Regions from separate parts of the Salmo salar genome. Here region 2 is linked to region 1. The links are chromatin contacts, called in public Hi-C maps. All regions are on one chromosome and are shown on one strand. Each heading gives the region's core, a stretch centred on a gene start, on an enhancer-like site or on the middle of the called end of the contact. The rest is flanking DNA. Distances are from core to core; before and after follow the strand shown.

Evidence for each region. Hi-C and Micro-C count contacts between places; a contact is called where the count stands out from the background.
Region 2: a contact with region 1 is called in a Hi-C map of muscle, with 3 times the contacts expected there. The contact joins the enhancer-like site here to the promoter of LOC100194916 in region 1. A contact is called at or near these places in 3 of 3 Hi-C or Micro-C datasets (blood, gill and muscle).

What each region holds. Positions count from the first base shown.
Region 1 is chrssa23:32,317,283-32,324,098 of Ssal_v3.1, forward strand. It overlaps LOC100194916 (FKBP prolyl isomerase 8), which reads left to right and starts at 3,108. Exons shown (of 9, transcript NM_001139945.1): 1 at 3,108-3,179; 2 at 5,204-5,462; 3 at 5,564-5,733; 4 at 5,939-6,027; 5 at 6,802-6,816. The coding sequence starts at 5,216. ssbp4 (single stranded DNA binding protein 4) reads left to right here. Exons shown (of 18, transcript XM_014169744.2): 18 at 1-716.
Region 2 is chrssa23:32,353,729-32,360,544 of Ssal_v3.1, forward strand. It overlaps ell (elongation factor RNA polymerase II), which reads left to right. Exons shown (of 12, transcript XM_014169746.2): 3 at 4,344-4,465; 4 at 5,495-5,658. Among protein-coding and RNA genes, the nearest start is that of ell, 27 kb to the left of the region's middle. Within about 2 kb of position 2,498, at least 3 of the 13 cell types and tissues checked have an H3K27ac peak or open chromatin away from gene starts, as enhancers often do. A contact at or near this core is called in gill and muscle, where this site is marked.

The DNA of each region.
Region 1 (6,816 bases), core at 1,858-4,357:
AAGGGGATGTCTGATGTCATTGATACCATTTATTCTTGCAACTACAGCGTCCTCACTCTGTCCTTGACCCCTGTTGCCAATGGAAATAATCTCAAATTAGTTCTAAGAATGGTTATTGCCTACTCAAAGGCCATCGTCTCGTTAACATGCGACCACATATTACAGTTTTTAATATGAAGGATTTTTATCAATTTAAGACAAACTTTTAAAAGGAAGAAATACTAAAGGAACTTAATTTTAAATTTAAAGACTAGATAAAAGTAATACTTATGGGGGAAAACTGTGTCCTTGCTATTACTCCTGATGAAATAGCGTTGTAAAGATTGATGCTCACTGATCCTCTCTCAGTCCTCTGTGTAATACAATTGTTGGCCATCTCTGTACTTATATTGTGATATATAATACTGTAACATTAGAAAGATTTGGGGTGGGGGGGGGGTCGAAGGGGAAGGAAAAAAATATTATCCTGTATCATTCATTGTCCTTTCTGATGACTTGGCAGTATTCTATATGAAGCAGTCTGTCTCTTGGGTTTGCTTTGTATTTCATGGTAGGATAGTTCAGATCTTGTCTTAGGGACTTAGGTGTCTTGTGTAGGTAATAAAGATGTCCTTTGTATGTTTCTTTATATTGTAAAGTTTCTTTAGACTGAAAGAATAACAGATTTGCTTATCAAAAGAAACGACTGCATCAATAATAAATGTAATTTGATTTTTCCCAATTGTTTGAGTCTTCTGTGCACCTCTTTGATCTTCAGCTAAAAAAGAGAGTATATGATCTCCCAAAGTATTTTATATGCCATTATCTCGAAGCCTGTGAGACAACTTAACTTACTAAATTATAAATAAATGTGTGGTTTGAGCATATTTGAATGCATTTGACAACCCTATAAAAGCATTAATTTACTTCATGTGTTTGAACCACAGGTACGGTTGAAGTCGGAAGTTTACATACACCTTAGCCAAATACATTTAAACTCAGTTTTTCACAATTCCTGACATTTAATCCTAGTACAAATTCCCTGTTGTAGGTTAGTTAGGATCACCACTTTATTTTAAGAATGTGACAGAATAATAGAGTGATTTATTTCAGCTTTTATTTCTTTCATCACATTCCCAGTGGGTCAGAAGTTTACATACACTCAATTAGTATTTGGTAGCAATGCCTTTAAATTGTTTAACTTGAGTCAAAGGTTTCGAGTAGCCTTCCACGAGCTTCCCACAATAAGTTGGGTGAATTTTGGCCCATTCCTCCTGACAGAACTGGTGTAACTGAGTCAGGTTTGTAGGCCTTCTTGCTCGCACATGCTTTTTCAGTTCTGCCCACAAATGTTCTATGGGATTGAGGTTAGGGCTTTGTGATGGCCACTCCAATACCTTGACTTTGTTGTCCTTAAGCCATTTTGCCACAACTTTGGAAGTATGCTTGGGGTCATTGTCCATTTGGAAGACCCATTTGCAACCAAGCTATAACTTCCTGACTGATGTCTTGAGATGTTGCTTCAATATATCCCCAATTTTTCTTTCTCATGATGACATCTATTTTGTGAAGTGCACCAGTTCCTCCTGCAGCAAAGCACCCCCACAACATGATGCTGCCACCCCTGTGCTTCACGGTTGGGATGGTGTTCTTCGGCTTGCAAGCCTCTCCCTTTTTCCTCCAAACATAATGATGGTCATTATGGCCAAACAGTTCTATTTTTGTTTCATCAGACCAGAGGACATTTCTCCAAAAAGTACGATCTTTGTCCCCATGTGCAGTTGCAAACCATCGTCTGGCTTTTTTATTGTGGTTTTGGAGCAGTGGCTTCTTCCTTGCTGAGCGGCCTTTCAGGTTATGTCGATATAGGACTTGTTTTACTGTGGATATAGAAACTTTTGTACCGGTTTCCTCCAGCATCTTCAAAAGGTCCTTTGCTGTTGTTCTGGGATTGATTTGCACTTTTCGCACCAAACTCCGTTCATCTCTAGGAGACAGAAACGTGTCTCCTTCCTGAGCGGTATGACGGCTGCGTGGTCCCATGGTGTTTATACTTGCGTACTATTGTTTGTACAGATGAACGTGGTACCTTCAGGTGTTTGGAAATTGCTCCCAAGGATGAACCAGACCTGTGGAGGTCTACAATTTTTTTTCTGAGGTCTTGGCAGATTTCTTTAGATTTTCCCATGATGTCAAGCAAAGAGGCACTGAGTTCGAAGGTAGGCGTTGAAATACATCCACAGGTACACCTCCAATTGGCTCAAATGATGTCAATTAGCCTATCAGAAGCTTCTAAAGCCATGACATCATTTTCTGGAATATTCCAAGCTGTTTAAAGGCACAGTCAACTTAGTGTATGTAAACTTCTGACAAACTGGAATTGTGATACAGTGAATTATAAGTGAAATAATCTGTCTGTAAACAATTGTTGGAAAGATTACTTTTGTCATGCACAAAGTAGATGTCCTAACTGACTTGACAAAACTATAGTTTGTTAACAAGAAATTTGTGGAGTGGTTGAAACACTTAGGTTGGAGTCATTAAAACTAGTTTATGTAAACTTCAGACTTCAACTGCATGTTTGAACCAATGATTTATATATACACTAGATGACTATAGGGGGCGCTGTGTTGAAGTCACTGTGTTGGAAATACGTCTATTAATGTCGACATTCGTTTTTGCCACGATTATTCTTTTAAATGATGTGAGTTTAACATAAACATTTAAATATATATATAAAACAATTCCTTTAAAGTATAATTTTTAGAGATGACTAATGTTAATGTCCCCACTATAACAACAAAAATGCTTAAATACATGTATTTTAGTCCTTGAAACATTTAACTGAAATACTGCAGAATTCCATTCATTCCTATGGAGGACTGCTCCTACTGGGGAGTGCCAATATGACATACTGGCTGCTTCAAACACTCTCAAGGGCCAATACATGTATTTTGCAATCCAGGGTGTGTTTTCATGATTGGTTTGAACGGTCAGGTCATTTGTTTGACTGTCATTGGGAACTACCAATCGTGTGATTGATTAAATATTATAAGCCAATAGAAATACAGAAAAGATGTCAGGCCCAAGGTGAACAGGAAGAGCTTGCTGAATTGACTAAAGGATCAAGCTAAGCTATCATCACAAACTCTTCTTCAATCAAGCGTTCAGTCTATTTACGAAGCATATAATATTTTAAGGTAAGGTGCAATTTAATTGATTCCTTGCTGTCATTTTGTTCTTTTGAACGAAGCAACAGTAAGTCAATTTGTATAAGATAAACTGGCTAGCTAAATACTGTAGCTAAAGTAGTCTCTCAACAAGAAACTTCTCAGAAAGTTCTCGAAACACCCACTGAAATCCTGTTCATTCTTATCACCAAAATGGTTAAAAATGTGAACAGTTAGCTAAGTAAGATGGCTAGCTAGCTGTAGTAGTTACCAATAGCTAATGCACAGTGCTAGTTAGCTACATTGCTTGCTAGCTAACGCTTTAATTAGCTAGCTAGCTGTCTGTTTTCTGACGTTTCTCTCAATCAAATCATGCTTTATTTATACATCGCATTTCAGACATGGAATGCAACGCAATGTGCTTTACAGGAAAACAATTATTTAAAAAAATTGAAAATAAAAGCTGACATATTTACTACACACAGACTACACAACACAAACTGAACAACTAAAAAGCACCCTCATGAAAAGCAAAGCTAAAAATATGATTTAAGATCTCTTAAATATGTCCACAGTTTTGGCCCCCCTCATGTTCTATTGCAGGCTATTCCAGAGGCTGGGGACATAGTAACTAAAGGCTGCCTCCATGCCTCTTGGTCCAAGACTTTGTGATAGTTAAAAGGCCAGAGGACCTGAGGGACCTACTGGGTACATAACTTAAAATCATGTCTAACATGTATTTGGGTGCACAGTTGTGGATTGATTTAAAACCAATAGAATAATCTTTAAAGTATTTTCTAAAGCTCACAGGCAGCCAGTGCAGTGTAATGTGTGCTCTCTGTCTGGTCTTGGTCAGTACCCGTGTTGCAGCATTCTGTATGTTTTGCAGTTGACCAATGACTTTCTTGGGCAGACCAGACAAGAGAGCATTACAGTAGTCAAGTTTGCTTGTAATAAAAGCATGGATGAGTTTCTCTGCAACACCCTGAAAGAGAAACGGCTGCATCTTGGCAATGTACCTCATGTGGTAAAAAGCTATTTTGGTCACATTCCTAACGTGTGAGTTGAAATTAAGTTCAGGATCTAAAATAACACTAAGGTTTTTTACCTGGTGTTTAATCTTTTTATTGCCCATGAATTAAAATGTGTGGCTAGATTCTCTCTGCGTTGGCTCCAACAACTGCCTCGGGTTTGTCTTGATTTAGCTGGAGGAAGTGAGCCATCCAATTATTTAAATTACTAATCATTTATCCGTGGAGCTAAAATCCTCTGGTGACAGAAATATAAAGTTATCATCTGTGTAGCATTGAAAATCAATGCTGTGCTTTCTGATAACTCTGCCAAGGGGTAACATGTATATCTGAACAGTACCGGACCCAAAATCGAACTTTGTGGAAAGCCACATGTGATATGTATTTTCTTTGAGTTATGTTCACCAAGGGTGACAACACTCTCGACCGGTTAAATAGGACCTAAACCAATTTAGAACTGGACCGGAGAGAGCAACCCACCTGTCCAGAAGGACATCATGGTCAGTGTAGAATGTATCACTTAAATCCAAGAATCCAAGGACAGAGAGCTGTTTGGCGTCTGTGTTGGCTCTAAGATCACTTGCCACTTTAACTAAGGCTGTCTCTTTGCTGTGGTGGGCACAAAAAACAGATTGGAATTTTTCAAAAATATAGTTGTCAGTTAAGTCGTTTAGCTCTTTAAACACCAATTTCTCCAGAATTTTTTTTCTTAAGAATGGAAGGTTGGAGATGACTTTTCTTCAGAAGGGGTTTCACCATAGCAGTTTTTAGTGCAGTGGGAGTGAACGCCATGAACGCCATGCGTCTTCACTGTCATGGTATCTAGCTAACGTTACCAGACCCAGAATCATGGATGAATCTGGCCAAACCACAGCAACCCATTCTTTCCAAACAAGCTACACGGTATGATGCCAGAGAGTGTGTGTGTATAGCCAATAACACCCCTTAATTAGCAGCACAATTTATGCTGCTAACCAAATTACCCCTGTTTATTCTCATCTGTATTTCTAAATTGCGTTGAAGGCATTTCAACAGATGACTGACAAAGAGGAGGTGACGGGTGCAGGGGATAACCCAGAGATGGTTCTCTCAGGGAAGAAGTCAGGGAAAGCCTCGCTGCTGGACAGTGGGGAAGACTTTGAGATGCTGGATGATGACATTGATGACGACCCTCCTCCTTTGGAAGATGCTGGGGGTGGGAAGAAGACTAAAACAGAGGAGCCTGCAGAGGACCAAGACACTGGCACTTCAGCTCCACTAGACGAATGGATGGATATACTAGGTAACAAAATGACCTTTTCTATTTTTAGGTTGAAGAGAAAGGAACATCACTGGGTGACCGTCATCACCATTTGGCATATATTCTCACGTATCTATTTGCAGGTAATGGCCAGCTAAAGAAGAAAGTCCTGCAGGCAGGGAATGGGCCAGACAGCAGGCCCACAAAAGGCCAGAATGTCGTGATTCACCTGAAGACTTCACTGGCTGATGGGACTCTTATAGAAGAGCAACCTGAGCTCTCTTTCACTCTGGGAGATGGTGATGTCATCCAGGTACATTCTACTCAGTATTTTAAGTGAAGGCAAATCCGATCTGATTGCATACAATGTAGTGATGATGTTAGTAGATCTCAGAAGTGTAAATGGGTGAAATGTGTATTTCAAGTTCAGTGTCGAGTTTATATTCACCAGCAATGCATCCAAACCAAGATGGTGAGAAGTGTAGTAATCAGGCTTTAAGTCTGTTGTGCTCTCGCAGGCTCTGGATCTCACAGTGCAGCTCATGGAAATGAGGGAGAAGGCCCTCGTCCAAGCCAATGCTAAATATGCATACGGTGCCTTGGGGAGGTATGGAGGATTTCTTAATCTTGCTGGTTCTTTGTGGTTTCACTGGCATGTCTTGTTACCCAAACAAGCCATCTATTCTGAGATTGTAATTTCCTATAAAGATAACTCTGAAATTCTCCCTATGCTTCATGAAGTCGGAGTAGATATCATGAACTTGTGCCTGATATGGTTCTTTGTAGCTGCACCTCTTAAGGGGAGCATAGCTAAACACCTCAGCCCTCTTCCATTCTCAGAAAGAGCAGTGAGTGAAATGGTGCATACCACCCTGCATCCCACTGCTGGCTTGCTTCTGAAACTCAGCAGGGTTGGTCCTGGATGGGAGACCAGATGCTGTTGGAAGTGGTGTTGGAGGGCCAGTAGGAGGCACCCTTTCCTCTGGTCTAAAAAAATATCCCAATGCCCCAGGGCAGTGATTGGGGACATTGCCCTGTGTAGGGTGCCGTCTTTCGGGTGGGACGTTAAACGGGTGTCCTGAATCTCTGTGGTCACTAAAGATCCCATGGCACTTATCATAAGAGTAGGGGTGTTAACCCTGGTGTCCTGGCTAAATTCCCAATCTGGTCCTCATACCATCATGGTCCCCATAATCATCTGCAGCTTCCAATTGGCTCATTCCTCTCCCCTGTAACTATTCCTAGGTCGTTGCTGTAAATTGTGTCCTCAGTCAACTTACCTGGTAAAATAAATGTAAAAATATCTAGAGCTCAGTGCTTATAGTACACGTCCTGACTTTGCTCTCTGTGTGCTCTGTGCCCTGGCCTTCGCCGCTGGCAGTCTTGCCCCTGAGGT
Region 2 (6,816 bases), core at 1,248-3,747, 36 kb after region 1:
TTTAACGCTGCTGGTCCAACATCTCTCCATCAAACAAGCCCTCACTAATGTGATTCAGTTTGTTAGTGACATTTACACTGAAGTGTTGACGGTGTAGATTTAGATTTGTTTTCATTTCAGACATCAGAACATAAACTGGAGCGGTGCCACATGTTGCTAACGTGTCTAATTTCTATTGTTTGGATAATCAGTACTGTTTAGACCTAGATAAGCTAAAGCTAAGCGAGCTGTCTGAACACTACCGTGTACAGAAGGTAGGTGGGTCACATGCGATCCAGTGTCTAATGTGGTTACAAAGTGAGAGGTTTCAGTGGCCATTGGATTGTGCTTTAAACGTTTTGAACAGTCTTTTCTCTCATTTGAAGCAATGCACGACCATGTCTTTGTCTTAATTAACCATTTGTAAATATGGTATTGGAACTGACCCTGTATATAGCTTACTTCTCGTGTTCTTATTTTTGTGTTTTTGTTCTACCTTATGTTATTTTTAGTACATTGATATTGATTTCTGCATCATTGGGTTTAGTGCTAGCAATAAAGGCATTTCACTGTACTTGTACACATGACATTAAAACTTGAAACCCTCAGTCTAATATTTTGATAAAGCTGTAAAGTGTTTAAAGCGTCTGCGTTTTTCATATGGTAGTTAAATCTCCATCGGATGCCTGCCCCCCCCAATTCATGCTTCTAGCGGGAGGTATCAGTAATTGCTCCCATCAACTTGAGAGATCAGATGGTTAGAAAATATGGTGTTTTTACTGGGTGTTTGAAGTGCTGAATTATGCATGTGTTTAATGGCTGGGCTGGATAGGAACCTGTTCTATTAGTTCACCGGAATGCTAATGAGAGCGGGGGCGTGAGGGGGAAAGCTGCTAAATGATGTGTTGGCTGCTCAGTGTGACCATAGCATTTACATTCATTCATATTGGCAGAGCTTTCATTCAGTCACTTCCAGGGTCAAGGTGGCATAATAGAACCAGCTCAAAGAATAGTCAGGAAAGGTAAACAGGCCAGGGATGGTAAACATCCTGTGTGGGTGAACGACTGTGTGTGTGTGTGTCAGTGTTCCTCAGGCTGTATGTCTGGCTGTATTTGGCGAGGAGGACAGGCTTGTGCCAGCAATGAATGCCCCCTGCTTTGCACGGCCTCTCCCTCAGCTGTTTCATTAATTACAGCTAAGGAGGAGCTGCTGTGAAGGGGCAGTCCTCTCCAGTGCCCCTGGCCTGAAAAGAGGCTTTGTTTGCAGGACTGTGCAAAATATGAAGAGAGCTGGAGGCAGAGAGAAAAGGGGGTTGGAAATGGCTGTTAAAATCCATTTGCTTTTCAGATGGTAGGGTGGGTGACCATGTCTGTCTGGTGGAGAGGGTGCGCTGGAGTGTGCTGTTCATTCAGCTTTTTGTTGAGGATGGACTACCCCTCTTTCCATGCTCCCTGTTTCTCATTTGAGTGCATGTTTTGGTAATAAAATGCATCATTTTGGCTTGGCATTTCCTCTGAGAGAAGGCTGCTTCCGACCTGTCTGGTTGGTTATGGCTAGATGTAGTGTGGGTTTGAGGTTCGCTGGTTTTCATGTGGATAAAGTATTTTTGAGAGGGTAGTAATTCACCACCTGACTGTAACGTCTGTGTGAAGTTCCAGTGTCCATAGATAACTGCCAGTAGGCACAAGCAGTAGCCCATTGCTGCAGCATTACTGTTGGTTGGTTGGCCCCGGCCTGCCTGCAGTGGGATCAGGGCATCTGTTGCGTGGAGCCTCAATCAGCCCACATTCACAGCTGGGGCCCGACTCTGTAATCCTGTACTGTGTCAGACTGACTCACCCCTCCTTTGCCTTCCAGTGAGTCCCACTGCCTCTTAATCATCGCAGGTTACACACACACTCACTACCCTTGTAAATTGTGTGTGTGTGAGATCGACATACTCTTACTGATGAGGGGTGTCTGGTGTGCACATCTGCAGTCACCTCAGTTATCCGGAAGTGGTGAATTGATGATATTCAGCGGAACTTTTGAATGAGGAAGCATGATCAGGAAGTGGTGAATCGATCATATTCAGCGGAATGTTTGAATGAGGAAGCATGATCATTGTCCTGTTTGTTTTCTTCTTGTGAAGTAAGATTATTGTAATATCCAGGCTACCTCAATTGGACATTACAATAATGGGTCTAATCCCATTCAGAGTTTCTAATAAACACACAAGGCAATGGGTTGATAACGCCGCACTGTGAAAGGCTAGATCTCTTCCATGTGGGGCATAAAAGGCAGGTTTGTACTGGAGCTGAGGCTGAGCGTCTCACATAACCGAGAGCCCAGTGTTTATTTATAGTTGGCCACCTGCAGGCTCCACACGTGTTAGGACCTTGGGTAAACCGAGCTGGGCTGCTAGCGCGAGAGGGAGAGAGACCGAGATGGCGGTCTTTGAGTATATCAGCCCCAGTGTGTTAGAGGAGCAGTGGGTCACAGCTCTCCAACACTGCAGGGAGCCAACAGACCAAGCCAGGGGTCAGCCTGCTCAGCAAGCCTGCCAGAACTCCCAACAACACCGCCCTCTCCCCTGGCCATGCCTTGCTCTACCCCAGCCAACACTCTGTTCTTCTCTCAAGCCTGGAGCTCCACTCCTGTTAGACAAGTCAGACTTGCTCACATACCCAACTACCCTCTACCCCAGCAGGCGTAGGTTTAAAAAACAAAACAAACCCCAAAAAAATCCTCATGGGAGTCCAAGGCCCTAATTCTAGAATTTGTTTTCCATTGTAGGAGAGGGAGGCGTATGGCTTTAAAATCGGTCTTCATTTCTCCAACCTCTCGCTGCCAGTTTAACCTTAATCACTGTTGCTTGAAAAATATTTACTGGGTGTTTCACTGAAAACTGAACTCTGACAGCTCAACCAACACCTGTCTATAGTGATACTGGAATCGGGATCTGTTTTACAAGAAAACCCAACATCTGCATCACATGGGTCTCTTAAAAGCAACCCACTGTTTGGCTAATTATTTTCCCTCTTTAAAAACAAAGTCCAACAGATGTGTGGGCCAGCTACGAACCCTGTGATTAAGAGGCCTCAGCGTTTCGGTAGTAGTCTAGGCGGTAATTTCACTCATTCCCAAGTTTGCCTAGAAGCAACACCTGTAACGTGGGAGCAGTAGAGCAATTATGGCCAAATAGGCGTGACTACTTCAGAAATACCTATGAGTAACGATTCACTGCTTGTTACATTTACTTACATTACCAGTTAAACAAGCAGAATGTCACATATCAGTGGGGACTTGTGGACTAGCCTAGCTCAGCTATGCATCCCCATCTTTTAGCCTCAAGCCTCACCCTGTTACTCATCATCCTCCCACATCGTCACCATGCAAGCATGATAGACACCTACCTATACTGTGCATTTGTTTTTACAGTACACATACAGGTAACTGCCAAAATAAAGGAAACACTTGAGTAATAGAGGGATACTAAGTATATTGAAAGCAGGCGCATCTACACAGATGTGGTTCCTGAGTTAATTAACATCCCATCGTGCTTCATGTATAAAAATTCCCAGTTGCCCATTATTTGGGCTACCATGGCTAGAAGAAGAGATCTGACTTTGAAAGAGGGGTCTCAAAGGGTGTGTGTGTGTCGGCCATCAGATCTCAACCCAATTGAACAATTCTGGAGCGGTGCCTGAAACAGCGTTTTCCACCATAAACAAAACACCAAATGATGGAATTTCTCGTGGCAGAATGGTGTTGCATCCCTCCAAAAATTGTTCCAAACACATGTAGAATCTATCCCAAGGTGCATTTAAGCTGTTCGGGATTTGGTGTCCCAAACGCCCTACTGACACTATGCTGGGGGGTTCCTTTATTTTGGCAGTTACATGTATGTCGCTCATAAGTTACAGGGTGGCGAGTGGGTTTACTGTTGTAATGCTGTTGTTGGCTATACAGCTTTATTCACTGAACATGTCAGAACACCTGGTGGGCCTGGGGCATGCTCCAAGGGATTCAAACAACGTTGTAGATTTGAGGTTTAATTTCTAGAATTTACTTGAATCCCTATTCTACTGAGGCCTAGTACTACTCACCCATATGTTTGTGTGTGCAGTAAACTATATTGCTCATAAGTTACATGGTTGTGGTGAGTGGTTTTACTGTATCTGGAAGTGCACCGGGGGGGGTTGTGTGTGAGTGAGACGTTCAGCAAATAACACTGTTAGATTTGTTCTCTAAATCTGTGACATCAGCTACTGGATGTATTGGATTGAATAGATTATGGATGACCTTTCCTATATTGATCATTTAAATGCACTCTCGGGAAGAATGTCAGCCATTGATTTATAATGTTCTCCTCCGTCCACAGAAAATCTCAATACCACGGTCGGAAAATCCGAATGAGCTGCGGACGTTTACTTTCTACTTGTCCAATGTTGGTAGAGACAACCCACAGGGAAGTTTCGACTGCATTCAGCAGTACATCACCAGGTGAGTGAGCACAGAGGCACTGGCCTCATCCTCTCTTTGACATATGAGACATTCATCACTCATATACACGCATAATAAGCATTGATGCATGCTAACACAGTTGACACTGTTGAATGAAGCTACCATGACTCCACTCTGTCAGTAGGTTTGAAAAAGTCTATTTGGACAGGCTAAATTGAGTAACTGTTTGCATACGGAGAAGTTTGTTAACATGGTTAAGAGCTGAACTGGATTAGGAGAGTTCTGAAAAATGTTTGGAGGAGAACTTCCTGATCACAGGCTTTGGTGCAGAGTGAGTGCCATCTGTTCTCAAGTGTGCTTTCTGTCCTATTTGCCTCCGTCTGATCAAAGACAAATGTTGAGCACATTAATTCAATTGGGCCAGATGTCTGCGTATTGAGGTGGAAGGAGAGGAACTGACTCCCGGCTCTGACTGTCTAGTTTAACACCCATGTCCTCAACTATTTCTAATGAGAGACTGGGTCGGCTGGAGTTCACCCATCGACCTGGATCCTCATGAGCCTCTAATTCCGCTATAAACCCGGGGCAGAGCCACTGAGGGCTGCCAATTTCGTTATATCCCCTGCCAAACCGTCGTCAACGTGAGGAGGAATCAAAGACAGGGAAAACCAGGAAAGAATAGGATTTGATGCAACATTGGTTTGATAATGTGGGAATCCACAGTTGAATAGACAATCAAATGATGGTGCACTCTATGCAGTGGTATGTCATGAATATTAGCACAGCAAGGTGCGTTGGGCAGCATAAGGAAAGGCTAAGACAGAAAATTGTTACATTAAAAAAAACTTCCTCAAGTCTTTATTTTATTTTTTTTGCAATAAAAGCAATGATTTAGTGTCTTTTTGTTACATGTTCCTCAAACTGTAAGCTAATGCCATTTGGATGTGTCTACTCAAAGTTAAAAGTTTGTACCTTTTTGTAGGGAAGCTAAGAGAATCTCCCCAAGCGTGGGAGTGAGTTGACCTGTTGGTCTTTGTTTCTGTGTAACCCTCTCCTCCGTTGTCCCAGTGAAGGGAGCATTCAGCTGGACTGCCTGGGTGGGATCCAGGACAAGATCACTGTGTGTGCCACAGACGACTCCTATCAGAAGGCCAGGCAAAGCATGGCTCAGGCAGAGGAGGAGACCCGCAGCAGGGGTGCGATCGTCATCAAGCCTGGGGGGAGATACGTGGGTAAGGCCCTTCGTCATTACGCTTTACACTCAGCTGTGGTAAGGGCCTTCGGTCAGAACCAGCTCAGTCAAACAGAACATAGGCTACTAATTTAAAAGGCCTGTAGCCCTGTCTAGGATATATGCATACTGTATTAGAAAGAGGTTTTTCATTCCTGTTTGTTTTTGTTTTGTGACACTTTCCCTCATGTCGGTTCACATTCAGGGTGAATGCTGATGGTGAGCCGTCTCGTATTAGGGTGTGTTTGGGTCTCGCGACAGTGAGCCAGAGCAGTGGCAGGCTCATCAGCTAGGCTATAATTCAATATGGTGTTATTTCCGCATCAGTCAAGCAGCCCTTCGTCCTCCTAGTGAGGCCCTGTCCAGTGGCAGTTTTAGCCTCCTATCCTAGCCGCCTCCAGTCTAGAGATTGTATTTCCACACTGAAAACACACGCGCGCGCACACACAGAGACAAGCATGGCTGCTTAAAGTGAACATCAGACTGGGCTTTTTACTAGTCTCAGGAGTGCTGCATACTGAAACTGTTTCTGTTGCACTTCAGTAAAGACCATAGTAGCCCTGAACAGAAACAAAGTAGAAGTGTATCTAGAACTGAAACACCATAATCTCTGTTATGCATTGCTGTTTTTTTATTTTTTATTAAGCTTCTAGGATGCGCTGTAATTGACTTGTTGGAGAGGAAGTCAGAAACGGTGTGGTTTAATTTATTTTCAGTCCCAAGCTGTGCCTTAGTCACACTCTATCTCCGTATGACCTTAATTCTGGTGAAAATGGCTGAGCTCACAGCGTAGGGATAATTGCATGCTCATGGTTCCCTGTGTGGGGCCCAATGGGCTGGCCGGATGGTTAGGTGCTCAGAGCTTCACACAGTTACGTCTCTGACTCAAACGAACCAACTAACTGCCCAGTCACCACAAACACCATCACAGGTTCACAGATGTCTGATTAATGTGGCTGTTTTGCCAGGAAGCAGCTTGTTCAACTGTTTGTACTGTGGTAAATTTATAGACAACTTAGGTTCTCTCATAAAGTTCACCCTGATAGGAGTGTTTGCTTTTCTCTGTTGAATAGAACTTCAGATGGCCCTAGAACTTCTCATTACAACCCCAACCATACATGGTTAGATGTCACAAAGGCTCAACCTTTCTTACACACAA